Regions from separate parts of the Gossypium hirsutum genome. Here region 1 is linked to region 2. A link is a contact called in public Hi-C data. All regions are on one chromosome and are shown on one strand. The core of a region is the stretch at or near the end of the contact, and the rest is flanking DNA. Distances in the headings are between cores, read along the strand shown.

Region 1 (2,820 bases), core at 303-2,802, 170 kb before region 2:
GATATAAACCTTCAACTGGCGACCATGCAATTCTGATTCATTTAACAGTAGAGCATTTTGGACAGCATCAATTTCAACAAATTCAACGTAAGCAAATCCTTTAGGTTGACCAAACTTATCGGTCAAAATTGTAACTCTGTTCACTGTTCCACAGGATTGAAAATGCTGTTGTACTTCCTCAGGTGTACATGCATAGTCTACCTGTTTTTGAAAAAGATATATAAAGAAAAAAGAATGTTAGCCCACATCCAGATCATTTGTTCACAAGCATAGAGGAATCATCTAGTTATACTTTCATTGAGATCATTTGTTGTACATCAAAACACTTCAGAAGTTACTTAAAGAAGAAAAACGGCATTAAACATAAACTACATTAATATTTCAATCAATTTGTTTTAATCACATTTAAGTTGACATCAATACAAAACTAAGACATGATTTTCCATGCAATTACATGCACATAAAAACACATTTCAAACAACATGAATGCACAAACATAAAACCAAAATTGAAAAACTTTCCTATACCCTTACTGGCCAAACAAAAGCACAATCATACTTTCAGCTAACTTACAAGTAAATTTTTAACATTAAGATAATAATTGGACCACAAGTAAGGTAAATGAGACAATTTAACAAAATAAACATATATAAGGCATAGGAAAGAGTTGATAAACCTCACATTACCAACATAAATCGAGCGGGAATCCACTTCCTCCTTTTCAGCTTGACTTGCAGAAGCACTTGAGGAATCTTCATACACATCCAGGAAAAAAAAGTACAAACAAATCAGTTTGCTAGACATAAACAATTCATACACAAAACGGTTCATAATTCAAAAAGAAATCAAATCAATTATAAAGAAGTTCAATTTCAATTTCATGATTAAGAAGAGATTCTCCTTCTCAAACAAGACAAGTAAATCCCAATCAAAGTCATACTTGTTAAAAAATACAGCCAAAAGCTCAGATCAAATACAAACTGAAAAAAAAAATAAAAGTTAAAGAGAAAAAGATAAAGAACCTTGGACAGCGCCCATCTCCTTCTCGACTTTAGCCTGCATTTCACGTAAAGCTCCCGCCTCTTCCTCGATTTCCCTAAGCCTCTTTTTCATGTCTTCCAAGTCCTATTTTTTTTTCAAAATACAAAATTTTTTTTCATCAGAAAAATAGCTCAGCTAAAGATAAGAAAAAGGAAAAAAGCTAAAATGAGAAAGAGGGCAACTTTGGAGGAACTAGGATCTTGTTGAAGGCCTTGGTCGTTGCCTTGGTAATCCTCAGCTCCAGCAGTCATATCGAACTCCGCATCCATCTCTCCTTCCTCGTCAGGGATCTCCCCTCCGTACACCTCGTGCTCTTGCTCTTCGTATTGATCCATTCTAGTCAAATTCGGGGGAATTTTGGAATTAGGGTTTTATTCTTCGTTATGGATTTGGGGGAAAGGTTAGGGAACGGATAGACAAAGATTAAAACCTGGCACTTGTGTGGGGAATGATAGTTACGCCCGTCACGTGTGTCTTCGAGATATATTTCTTTAATACGGAGATGGACCATCTAATAAGTTTAATTTAACGGTGTTAAAAAAATTAAAAAAAAGGGTTTATTTAACGCATCACACTATTTTTTCAAAGTGTGATAAGCATAATTAAAGAATAAATATAAATATATATTTAAATAAGGGTAAGTATAAAATAATTATAAATATAATAAAGGAGTTATTAAGTAAAATTAAATTATTATAGTTTTATTATATTAAAAATTATTACAGTCTAAACTAAAGTTAAATAAATTGAATTAATTAGACTAAACCACACGAACTCAAATTTTACAAAATAAATGAGATCAAAGCAGTGGATTATTATTATTTGTAGTACGTTAAAATGATTGAGAAAAGTAAGTAATATTTAATCAACATAAATAGCATAAGAAATGGTGCGAAAATAAGATTAAAAAAAAGTGACTTAATTTCTTATTGACTTGAGGTATGTCACATGTTACAAGCCAATGGCATAGGAAGATAATAATAATAAAATAGATGCCTAGTTATTTTCCACCGGAGGGTGTGCCTGAATGACTAACATATGGTGATTAAATTAATATTTAGGAGGAGGAAGCAGCCATTTGGTAGCTTCAATGAAGTTAAGAACCAGGAATGGTAGGACTTCCGCACCTGATAGCTGCTTCACGAATGGCTCTCGCTTACTGGGATTTGCACCTGGCCCCTTGCACTGGTATTCTCCATAATAAACAGCTCTGCATCATTCTCACCTTAATAAGATTTTGTTTCTTAGAAGGATTAATATATATAGAAAAAGTAATTTATCTTACTTGGCTCGTTCAGGAAACCTATTATGAGTCCATCCAGCAGGCTGGATTGACCACGTTGCTCATATCAGTATATGCATAAACAACTCTTGGATTGCTCCTCCAAGCCCTCCCCAAAAATGAATTGCTGGCTGTTCCGGTAATGCTGCCATGCACGAACGAATAACCCGTGTCTTCCGATGAACTTTCTCTCGCTTGTGCTGTTATCACTGTAAATCCTCCACCTTCTCGCTTCTCCACGAATATGTCCGTGTTCTATATCCAACTTTTCCAATCAATATATACATTTAACATAACATGTCTTGTTGTTAAATCTATTTTGGTCAAGAAGAATAGTACCAGCTCTGCATCATTCTCACCTTAATAAGATTTTGTTTCTTAGAAGGATTAATATATATAGAAAAAGTAATTTATCTTACTTGGCTCGTTCAGGAAACCTATTATGAGTCCATCCAGCAGGCTGGATTGACCACGTTGCTCATATCAGTATATGCATA
Region 2 (2,700 bases), core at 67-2,566:
TTTATCACTAGATGGAATTTGGAATTCAAGTTTCAAATGATTTTTTCTTTCAATTCATGATATGTGGGAAAAATCTGCACGAGTTGAGGTATGTTTTATTTATACGGTTAATTAAGTTAGTGTCACGAGTTAATTTAACATCAATTTAATTACGAAATTATCAAAATATTTTTATCTTAAAGGGTAATTAATATTATTATAAGAATATTTTTACCCTTTAATATTTATATATAATATTTCAAATAAAACAACTAAAAAACATTATTTAAGAATCAAACACAAGTTCAAACTAATTCAAATAGAAATTTCTTAACACTCCAACACTAATCATTTGTTGAAATAATTTTATTAATACAAAATATTTTCATTCATCCACATTGTGAATGTGATAAAATCTACTGTTGATAATATCATGCACACAAAATGACACCTTTTGATCATCAATTAATTATTGTATTACAGAATTTTGATGAAATTATTGATATTAGAAAATTGAACCACGCACAACTCTTAGTATTAAAAACGAAAATGCACCACGTATAATCTATATTATTATATAAGAGTTTAAATGGGTTGATATTACCTATCTGTTTGATTCCAACTTATATATACGCTAAAACACGACTAGAGACAACTAAAAGATAAAAGCTAAAACAAAAACTAAAACCACCATTAGTTTCATAGAAACATGGTAGAGACAAGAACCAACACAACTTTCAAAGAAAGTAAAGTGGAGTGAAACTACAACCACCATAGTTTTTAGAAAAAAAAATAGAGTACATTATAACTAAAAAGACTAAAATCTAAAAGAAAAATTTAAAGAAAATTGTTGGAAAGGCCATGGTAGGCAACTAACCTGGAGGCCAATGCTGCTACCGAAAAAGATTAAGGGCCAATTTAGTATTTTTTCTAAAAAATATTTTTAGAATAAAAAGTATTTTAGGACAAAAATATTCTTTCTTTTTTTTTAACTTCAGAGTATATAGTATGAAACCAAAAAATAAACAGCAAACAATGAACATCAAATAAAATGGCCCAAACTCAGAACAAATCTAGATATTTTAACCGAATAGTCTACAAATCATAATAATTACATCTAATTAATGCCCAGTCAGAAATTGCTGAACCCTGTCTTGTCATTTGAGTCTTATTTCTTTCTTTGCTTTTGACAGTTTAGTTTTTGGGAAAGTTGTTCTTCTAAAACCGATTTATTTGCTCTCTTTTCCTTTCCTCTCAGTTCTCTTCTTCCCCGTTCTCTCCTCAATCCGGTTCTCTTCTCCACTCAATCTTTCGTTGATTTTCAGCATACCCCAGGACCTTCATATCCAGGTACATCTCTTCCTTCCTTTTTAGAGTTTCTATTGCCAATATATGCGCGAGAGCATTTGCAAATTTTGGTGTGTGTTTGAATATAAAGCTTCTCGATCTGTTCAGTTTTTGTTTAATATCATATATATATGCTCCAATATCTGAATGACCTTGACTCTTTGATATACATTTCTTAATTATTGTGAGGGAATCACCTTCAATAATGATCTTCGGCCATTCTTGTTCAACTCCTGTTTGGACCGCTTTTTGGCAAGCTATTGCTTCAGCTGCAAAGGCGAAAGTTACCCCATGGTGGATCTCTGAACAGGAAAGTAAGACAACCCCTTCTTCATTTCTAGCTACAATTCCTAAGGCAGATTGTTGATGAGTCGCATCATTAGCACCATCAAAATTAATTTTGACGAACTCACTAGGTGGGTAATTCCATCTTCTTTGCTCATTCCCCCTTACTGGATTTTTCCTTTCTAAACCATTAAGTTCAGCAAGATAGTTGTTGATGAAGTTTACTATTTCATGACTGTACTCTGTTTCTGCTCATGCAGTCTTTTATTTCTCTCTCCCCAGATAGCCCAGAGACCGCAGCAGAAGAGTTTGTTCTGACATGTAGTGAGCTGATCAAAGATCTAGGGAATCCACTGTAAAAAATCCATGGTAGAATTTATAAGAATATTTTGAAGATTTAATAGTGTCCAAACTTCCACTGTGACAGGACATTCGCGAAAGATATGATCGATTGTTTCATTATTTTCTCCACATCGGGGGCAGCTTGTATTACTAACGAGCTTTCAGTAGTGCATATTAATCCTCGTAGGCAGATAGTTCCATGAAATTCTCCATACTGTAGCCTTTATTTTAGTAGGTAGATTTAGGAGCCAGAGTTTTTTGTAAGAATTCTCGTAGTTGGTTTGTAAAGCATAAGCTCTAGGAATTTCATCAAAAAGTTATAATAGTTTGTAGGCGCTGCAGGCCAAGAATTCCCCTGAATGTTCACCTCCTCAGGCAAACAGATCATCCTGAGGTGTGCGCGCTAAAGGTATCTGGATAATTTTTCCAGCATCGTCTTTTGAAAAGGTATTGTTTATGAGTTCTTTTTTCCATATTCTCGCATTGCTGTCGATCAACTCACTAACCTTTTCATCTCACATAGTATTAACAATTGAAGATAATCTAAAATTAACATCTCGAATCCACGCATCAGCATGAATAGAAATGTTTGAACCTATACCAACCCTCCAACATATTCCTTTTTCCAAAATACCTTTCGCTGCCCAAATGCTTTTCCAAATATAAGAGCTAGTTTTTCCCAAACGAGAATTTAAAAAATGCTCATTCAGAAAATATTTTGCTTTACATACTTGTGTAACCAAAGAA

What was found. Hi-C and Micro-C count contacts between places; a contact is called where the count stands out from the background.
Region 1: a Hi-C map of callus shows a contact between it and region 2, with 4 times the contacts expected there. The contact joins the promoter of LOC107933492 here to the enhancer-like site in region 2. A contact is called at or near these places in 4 of 34 Hi-C or Micro-C datasets (callus, hypocotyl, leaf and 1 more).

The regions. Positions count from the first base shown.
Region 1 is chrA12:101,190,867-101,193,686 of Gossypium_hirsutum_v2.1, reverse strand. LOC107933492 (polyadenylate-binding protein 1) reads right to left here and starts at 1,552. Exons shown (of 7, transcript XM_041083310.1): 1 at 1,472-1,552; 2 at 1,224-1,377; 3 at 1,023-1,125; 4 at 682-752; 5 at 10-201. The coding sequence starts at 1,376. It also overlaps the pseudogene LOC107933491.
Region 2 is chrA12:101,020,472-101,023,171 of Gossypium_hirsutum_v2.1, reverse strand. No RefSeq gene overlaps it. Among protein-coding and RNA genes, the nearest start is that of LOC107946910, 13 kb to the right of the region's middle. Within about 2 kb of position 1,316, at least 5 of the 9 cell types and tissues checked have an H3K27ac peak or open chromatin away from gene starts, as enhancers often do.